2 separate regions of the Mus musculus genome follow, and region 2 is linked to region 1. A link is a contact called in public HiChIP or PLAC-seq data. All regions are on one chromosome and are shown on one strand. The core of a region is the stretch at or near the end of the contact, and the rest is flanking DNA. Distances in the headings are between cores, read along the strand shown. Region 1 has its middle 27 kb from the start of Tmem201. Region 2 overlaps Gm13067 (a long non-coding RNA gene).

Evidence for each region. HiChIP or PLAC-seq counts read pairs in DNA pulled down with a chosen protein or histone mark.
Region 2: a contact with region 1 is called in an H3K27ac HiChIP or PLAC-seq map of large pre-B cells, with 2.7 times the contacts expected there. The contact joins two enhancer-like sites. A contact is called at or near these places in 5 of 39 promoter capture datasets (the C10 cell line, cranial neural crest, hippocampal neurons and 2 more), 2 of 115 datasets of contacts at active chromatin or transcription factors (embryonic stem cells and large pre-B cells) and 1 of 9 other capture datasets (adipose tissue).

What each region holds. Positions count from the first base shown.
Region 1 is chr4:149,709,053-149,713,010 of GRCm38.p6, reverse strand. No RefSeq gene overlaps it. Among named protein-coding and RNA genes, the nearest start is that of Tmem201, 27 kb to the left of the region's middle. Within about 2 kb of position 2,285, at least 148 of the 459 cell types and tissues checked have an H3K27ac peak or open chromatin away from gene starts, as enhancers often do. A contact at or near this core is called in pre-B cells, where this site is marked.
Region 2 is chr4:150,058,061-150,062,015 of GRCm38.p6, reverse strand. It overlaps Gm13067 (a long non-coding RNA gene), which reads right to left. Exons shown (of 7, transcript XR_390962.2): 7 at 3,299-3,955. Among named protein-coding and RNA genes, the nearest start is that of Mir34a, 8.4 kb to the left of the region's middle. Within about 2 kb of position 1,260, at least 160 of the 459 cell types and tissues checked have an H3K27ac peak or open chromatin away from gene starts, as enhancers often do. A contact at or near this core is called in pre-B cells, where this site is marked.

The DNA.
Region 1 (3,958 bases), core at 1,036-3,535:
TACTGTCCCCAACCGGCCTATTCAAAATTACATCATTCATTCATCCATCCATCCACTCATTCACTCATCCATTCCATGGCATTCCTACACACTCACTTCCAGTACTATCGGCAGGCAGAGAGCAAGTGACTAAGGACCGCACCCTGATGGGTGTAGAGGCCATGTTCCTAGAGGGCAGCTGAGTCCGACACAGAGCTGCTCAGAGGACAGAGTGCTGCAAAGCAAGGATACAACCAAGGACAAAGTGGAGTCCCTCTGGGGCAAGGGGCCAGCTGGGTAACATCTATGCCGGGGGGGGGGGGGTCTAATTCTTCCGAGTAGCCAGATGCAGAGTCGGGGTACTGCAAACCACACATTGATCCTGGGAAGATCTGGACCTGCAGGTTCCCTGTCAGGGCAGCATCAAGAGCAGTAAGGGCAGATGGGGTGAGAGTTCCTGAGGGACTGACTGTGTGAGCCTGCCTCATTTCTACCTTATTCTCAACTGCGGCCTCACTCGATACACCATCCACAGTCTGCTTCCCAGACCACAGTCAGAAACCAGCCCTTTAACTGGGACGGAAAAGGGGACTTTGTAGTAGGTAACCTTGTCCCCAAAGTTGTTTTCCCTGTTTTTGGATGACTGTTGATAAAGCCCAGTTCCCACGACCCCCCTGTCAGGCTCCGCTAACTTGCTGGAGCCCCTCTGAGAACTCTGGGAACTGTTCCCTGGCTCTTTCTGACTTGTAATAAAGGACTAGACGTGACAGAGACAGTGGAGAGAGGAATGAATGGCCCAGGTCAGGGAGGGCACGGGGCACCCTGGCTGCACTGACCAGAAAGCGCTCAGAACACTGCCCTCTTGAGGTACAGTGTTGCCTAGCACCCAGGAAGCCCCAGCATCCCAGAAAGCCAGGGGCCTGTAATCCTAGCACTTCAGAGGCCTGGGCAGGAGGATCAGTGTCCGCCTCAGCTCTGTAGTGAGTTTGGGGCCAGTCTAGGATCCATGAGATTTTTTTCTCAAAACAAACGACAAAGATCCCCCTGTTCTCTTGAGGATTTATGTGGGAGCGGCTGGTGACATCTAGACCTTCTTCCCCTCTCAGTAAGCTGGAGGGAGGGCAGGGCTGAAAGTTCCCACCCTCTCCACACAGCTAGTTAGTTTCCCTTAGCAGCCAGCCCCATCCTCAGACTGTCCAGCAGCCCTCAGGCCTGGTCAGCCCTGGCCACAGAAAGACACCACTGCAGAATTTTCCAGGACGTTAGGAGCTGAGTGCAGGCGACTGGACAAAGGTCAAATATGCATGTGACAGCATTACAGGTACTGGCAGCTCTGGTGAGAGCCAGAGACTGAGGCACCCTCACCTGTCCCCACTTGCGACACCCACCTAGCTGACCTATCCTGGGTCTCTTCAACAGGTCCCAAGTCTACTTTTCTGGGAAGGACTTGATTGGCCTCGCTGGAATCCGAGCCTCCATTCTGGTCCAGTAAGTTATGGCCATGAGTCAAGTTTGTCTGCTGGTTGCCCACCTTCTTGATTACAAAGGGGAAGAGTTGCCAAAAACAGGCCAGACTAACAGGCTAGAAGCTAACTGTGTCCATGTGAGTTCATCCTGTTTTGGTCTTGCTTAACACACACATACATACAACACACAAACAGACACACACATATCATCCACAATACACACACATATACAACGTGCACACCAATACAAGACAAGACACATATATACACAAACATAACACACACACTTAATATACCAACAGACATACACAAATACACATATATACACATATATAAAATGTATAAAATGCACAACATGAAAAACAGACACATACACCATATACAATACAGAGCCACATACAGAAACACACAGCACACACAACACAGAGAAACACAAACATAAGAGAGACAAGCACATACACACACACAAACACAGCACACAAGCAAGCACATGCACACATATACACAGAAACACACACACACAGCACACAAGCAAGCACATGCACGCTTGTTCAATCTCTTTAGATTTCCTTTATTTTTTATTTATTTTTTATTTTTTGATTGAACTCACGTCCTCTGGAAGATCAGTCAGTGCTCTTAACTGCTGAGCCACCTACCTGTCCAGCCCCTCCTCTGCTTTTCTAAGACATCCTCATTCCTGTTGCCCTCTTTAATGGTTCTGTCCTCAGCCCTACCTTCTGCCCCTCTCCTGTTTTGCTGTCCCTCCTCTAGGTGGCTCCCTAGGACTCCTCAGTGTATGAACGATCAGTCAGTTAACCACACCAGACTCTGTAGAGCAGAGGCACAGAAGCGATGTGGAAAGCTGTGCTCTGATGTTAGCTTGTCTGGGCTTACCCGTGTAAGGAAGCAAGGCTGCCCCAGGCTCCGCCCACAGGGAAGTTAGCCATTGTGGGACTCTCTTCTAGCCCTGCCTGAGAATTTCTTGGCCAGGCTTTTTCTTGTAGAGCTGTGATGGCCATGGCCATTCCCTGCCTGGTGCCGGGACTTTGGCAGAGCCATGTCCCTAAGGATGGGATGACACAGTTTGCTTCTCAGATCTCCATCCATCATAAAGCCCTAGTGGATTACCTGAAATTTATACTTTGCTTAGTTATGTGTACAGGGCTCTGGTAGAACATGGTGGTATTCTTTTTGTTGTGGTTGTTGTTGTTTTTGGTTTTTTGTTGTTTTGTTTTGTTTGTTTTTTAAAGATTTATTTATTTATTATATGTAAGTACACTGTAGTTGTCTTCAGATACACCAGAAGAGGGCATCAGATCTCATTATGGGTGGTTGTGAGCCACCATGTGGTTGCTGGAATTTGAACTTCGGACCTTCGGAAGAGCAGTTGGGTGCCCTTACCCACTGAGCCATCTCACCAGCCCCTGTTTTTGTTTTTTGAGGCAGGGTTTCTCTGTGTATCCCTTCCTGTCCTGGAACTCACTTTGTAGACCAGGCTGGCCTCGAACTCAGAGATCCGCCTGCCTCTACCTCCTGAGTGCTGGGATTAAAGATGAACACCACTGCCAGGCAGTGTTGGCACACGCCTTTGATCCCAGCACTTGGGAGGCAGAGGCAGGCGAATTTCTGAGTTCCAGGGCAGCCTGGTCTACGAAGTGAGTTCCAGAACAGCCAGGGCTACACAGAGAAACCCTGTCTCGAAAAAAACAAAACAAAACAAAACAGGAGACAGAGGCAGGTGGATCTCTCTCTGAGTTTGAGGCCAGTCTGGATTTCAGAGCAAGGTCCAGGAGCTACACGGAGAAACCCTGTCTAAAATAAAATAAAATGTGTATAGGGGCTGGAGAAATTCAGTGGCTAAGAGCACTGACTGCTCTTGCAAAGGACCCAGGTTTGGTTCCCAGCATCTACATGGTGACTCACAACCACCTGTAACTCTAGTTGCGGTCTTCTGACCTCCATGTTTATCAGGCACACATGTGGTGTGTGTGTGTGTGTGTGTGTGTGTGTGTGTGTGTGTGTGTGTGTGCAAGCAGGCAAAACACTCATAGCCAGAAGAATAAAATAAATACATATACTAAGATGAAAAATTACGTGTATATATGTGTCTATGTAGCAATCCCTGCAAAGGCCATAGGAGAACATCAGATCCCCTGGAGCTGAAGTTACAAGCAGCTGTGGACTGCTCAATGGGAGAAGCAAACTTGAGTCCTCTGCAAAAACAAACAGAACCAGCTCCTAAGGTCAGCATTGTCTCTCCAGCCCCATCTCTGCAATGTTTATTTGGAGTCATACCTCTTGTCTAGGCCAATGCCTTGAAATCCTGTCCACTTGAATCTTTAGCCTTAAAGTGGGCAGGCCCCAGGGTGTGGGCTTCCAAGCAGTAGAGGAAGAGTTGTCAGCTCAAGGGTGGGATGGGGAAACCATTTTCCAGATGGGCGTGGAAGGCTTTCTCTTTCATTTCTTGGAAGATGACTTCCCCTCCAGCAGTTTCCAGAAGGCCCCAGGCTTGC
Region 2 (3,955 bases), core at 11-2,510, 350 kb before region 1:
CGGTCCCTAAGGGCGCCAGGCAACTAAGGCAGTGGGAGAAAGAAAAGGGTGGTTCACTTCTCAGTAAACCAAGGGAGGCCCCGAGTGGCTGGGGATGGGTAGCCAGGCCGGCTGGCTCCACCTGTCTGACCTGCTCAGCTCACTGCCCCCTCAGGCGGGCACAGCTGCTAGGAGCTGGGCTAGCTGCCAGCACCTACCTGGGCCCCTGCAGAGGTGTGCACTCACCTGTCCCTTGTCCCTCCCCGCCGCCGCTGTTCCTTTGCCCAGGGAAGCAGGCACTGAGTCGTCTCCCTGAGTCATCTGGATGCTGACCCAAAAGCCAGAGGGAGTAAAGGAAGAACAAAGAGGAGAGGGGAAGAGGGGAGAGGGAGGAAAATCCCCAGTCCCACACCTGAGCACGCTAGCCTGTATAGTCAGTCATGCGGGTGAGGCTGGGTGGGGCCTGGTCTGGAAGTTAGCCTGGCCACGGCCATATCTTAGGGCTGTTCTATCTCTGTGGGCAAGCTCTTTGGAGGAAGCAGTTCCACTGTCCATCCATGGGCTGGCTCCGTCTACCACAGACACTGGAATCCACAGAACCTAGAGCTGTCCAGAGACGTGGAAAGGCATGGGCAGTGGCCTTTAGGAGCCCAGAGGCTGTGCCGGGCCTCTTCCCTAAGCTCTGCTGTGAGCACACAGGGCCCATCTGTCCCTCTTGCTCCTAAACTTCAAAAAGAATCCCTGAGTTCTTGGGTGCTGCTGGTTTGTTAGGGGATGGCTTGGTTTGCTGGACTCACCGAGGTGCTGATTGGCATAGCTGGGGTGGGGGACAGGGGCTCTGGGCTGCGAGCATCATTGGCAATTTCCCTGTTACCCAGGATCAAGAGGCCTGAGCAGGCAGATTTCGCTTCTCTTCCCTTTGACCCCGTGCCTGGCACGGGGGTAGCGTCTACACACACAGCCCCGTCTGGGTAGAAGGTCACAGACACAGTGTTTACAACGAAGCCGGATGGATGTCTGACCCTTGGGTTCGGACCATGTGCTTCTGAGCTGTCCAAAGAAGGGGAGTCTTGGAGAGTCACAGCAGAAGAGACCCAGTGAGAGCCCAATGGGGAAGCTGGAGACACACAGAGAGTTTCCCAATAGATGCAGGGTGGGTTCCCAACTGTAAGACTCAAACCGGAAAAACAGACCCCAGATTTCCTAAGGTAGTAGAGAGGCAGAGGAAGGAGCAGAGAGTCGCCCTGATGGAATTCACACAGCAACAGGAGGCAGCTGCCCGCGGCTGGGAGTGGCCCGGCAGGTCTCGGGCCTCACGCAGGGTGTGCCTGTCTGCGAGGAACACTTTATGAAGCCTCAACTCAAAGCCAGCACCTTCGCTCAGCTACCCCAAGAGGAACCGACTGACACGCCAGGCCTCGTTCCAGGAGCCGGTCCTCCACACGGGGTCAGTACCCTGGGCAGGCTCCAGTAGTCCACCTAGGATTCTGACCCCTCTGTTCACATAGTCGGGCTTCTGTCTTTCCCCCACACCAGGCCTTGGATAGAAGGCCTAAAAAAAAAAATCCCACAAACACAACCAACTTCCCTGGCTCTTACATCATCCACCAGACCCTGGGGCTGGAGCCCAAACCAGCAAGACGCTGGCTGGCTGCAGAAAACCTCAGGGCAAGGTGCAGTGCTGCAGGCTCGTAATGGGCTAAGAAAGCACTTACCAGGCTAGGCTAAAGTGTGTGTGTGTGTGTGTGTGTGTGTGTGTGTGTGTGTGTAGTGAGGGGTGTCTACTAGCTTCAATTTAGAAAAAGAAGAATTATGTATTTACATACCAACTCCCATGATAAAGTCATCTGGGATCCCCCCAAGTAGGAAGGCCACTTGTGGTTACAGCTGGTGAGTCAATGAAAACACCCCACCAAGCCAATGAGCTCAGCTTCTCAGGAAGGAACAAAGGAAGCGGTACCAAGCCAGTGGCCGCTTCAGGCACTGAGCTGTGGTCCCAGAAAGCCCTCCGCTGAAGCCTCTGACCAGAACTGCTGCGGAAGACGGTTTGCCTCCCAAGGGGCTCTGGCAATGTCTGAAAACATATGTGTTTGCTGCCCTGGGCGGGGGCTGGAAATGCTGGGCATTCTAGCTCACGGGACAGTCCCCCCAAACAAGGACTTTGATCTAAATGTTAATAGCCCTGTGGTGGAGAAGCTGCCCCCACCCTCTGAAAGCCCCTTTCCTTCTGTGGAATTCACCGACAGTGACTCAGGTGACCCTCAGTTCTGAGGGTCCTTGCTTGTAAGAGCTCCTCCCTGTAGCAAGGGCAAGCCTGTGGGCTCCTTGTCTCTGCAAGGAAACAGACCCCAGCCTGGGGTGATCTGCCAGGCCAACTTTCCTCTTGCCACCTAGTTCCAAGCATCCCATGGGTCTCACTAGTGACATCAGCTGGTTCCCACCACCACCACACTAGTGACCCCACAGCTGGTTCTCACCAACATCCACCATCACACTAGTGACCCCACAGCTGGTTCCCACCAACATCCACCATCACACTAGTGACCCCACAGCTGGTTCCCACCAACATCCACCATCACACTAGTGACCCCACAGCTGGTTCCCACCAACATCCACCATCACACTAGTGACCCCACAGCTGGTTCTCACCAACATCCACCATCACAGCTGGTTCCCACCACCACACTAGTGACCCCACAGCTGCCAGGTACTTCCCAGGTGACAAGAAGAACTTAAATTCTTTGTCTTGATGAAAAGGCCTGCTCAGTTCACCTCATTCCCTCAAGCTTTCTGCACTTCTGAGCTGCACAGTGGCTACCCTGTCAAGGGCAGGAGGCTATGTCTGCTTTCCCAGAGACAGTGTGTGGGAAAACAGAGAGTTGTGCGCACTCACCAGGACCTGCAGGGGCAATCTATGGCAAGGATAGCAGGAGACACCAGTGCTGAGGGTTATACCAGCCTAGAGAATCTCAAAGCACAGAACTGGGTAAAGACAACAGCAGTCTGTCTTGGGACCTGGAGTAGACGGACAGCCCAAAACCTTCATTTATAAATGAATTATTTGGCTTTTGTTTTGCTGTCTCATGTAGCCTAGGCTGGCCTTGAACTCTAATTTACTGAATAGCTGAGAATGACCTTGAACTTATTCTCCTGGCCCCACCCTCCGGGATTACAAGTGTGCACCATCATGCCCAGTTTTTCCAAGTGCTGGGAATCAAACTTGGGGTCTGTACATGCCAGGCAAACACTCTGCCAACTAAACTACACCCCCCCAGCCTCTGCTGACATTTTTTAACTAGTTATGTTATTTATTCTATAATTATATTATAATTATGTTATAATTCTATAACAAGGCATCAGAGGGTGGCAAAGACAACCGATGAGGAGAGGCTGGAGAGATGGCTCAGTGGTTAAGGGCACTGGAAGCTCTCCCAGAGAACCTGGGTTTGACTTCCAGCATTCAGCTGGTGACTCACAACTGTCTGTAACTCTAGATGCGGTGGATCTGATGCCTTCTCTGGACTCCGTGGACTCTGCATGCTGATGGGCGCACAGACATACGTGTAGGCAAAACACCCACAGCTACACACATTAAAATAAAATAGAATAACAAGAGAAGGCTATTGGGTAGCTGTTCCCCCATCCTGGGAATAAATAGGGCTCCACCTGCTTAGGAAACTCCCCACAGGTGTTTGGCTGAGAAAACATGCATCGTTGATCCCGGTCATCGGGTCCCAGAAAACGGCCCCTAAATGGAACTGAGGGCACCAATGGACAAAAGGGATGAGAGGCAGTGCCTAGAGCAGAGAGGCACTCATCTCTAGCTAAGCTCAGGCCTAACTGCAGGAGAATAAGCCTATACTCCACAGAAGGAGACCCAAGAGAGCGGGGACTAGCTACTCACTCACATCTCTACGTCCTCACCACCAAGTGGTTGCCACCACTGCCTGACCCTCAAATCAAGAACTTCCAGCAG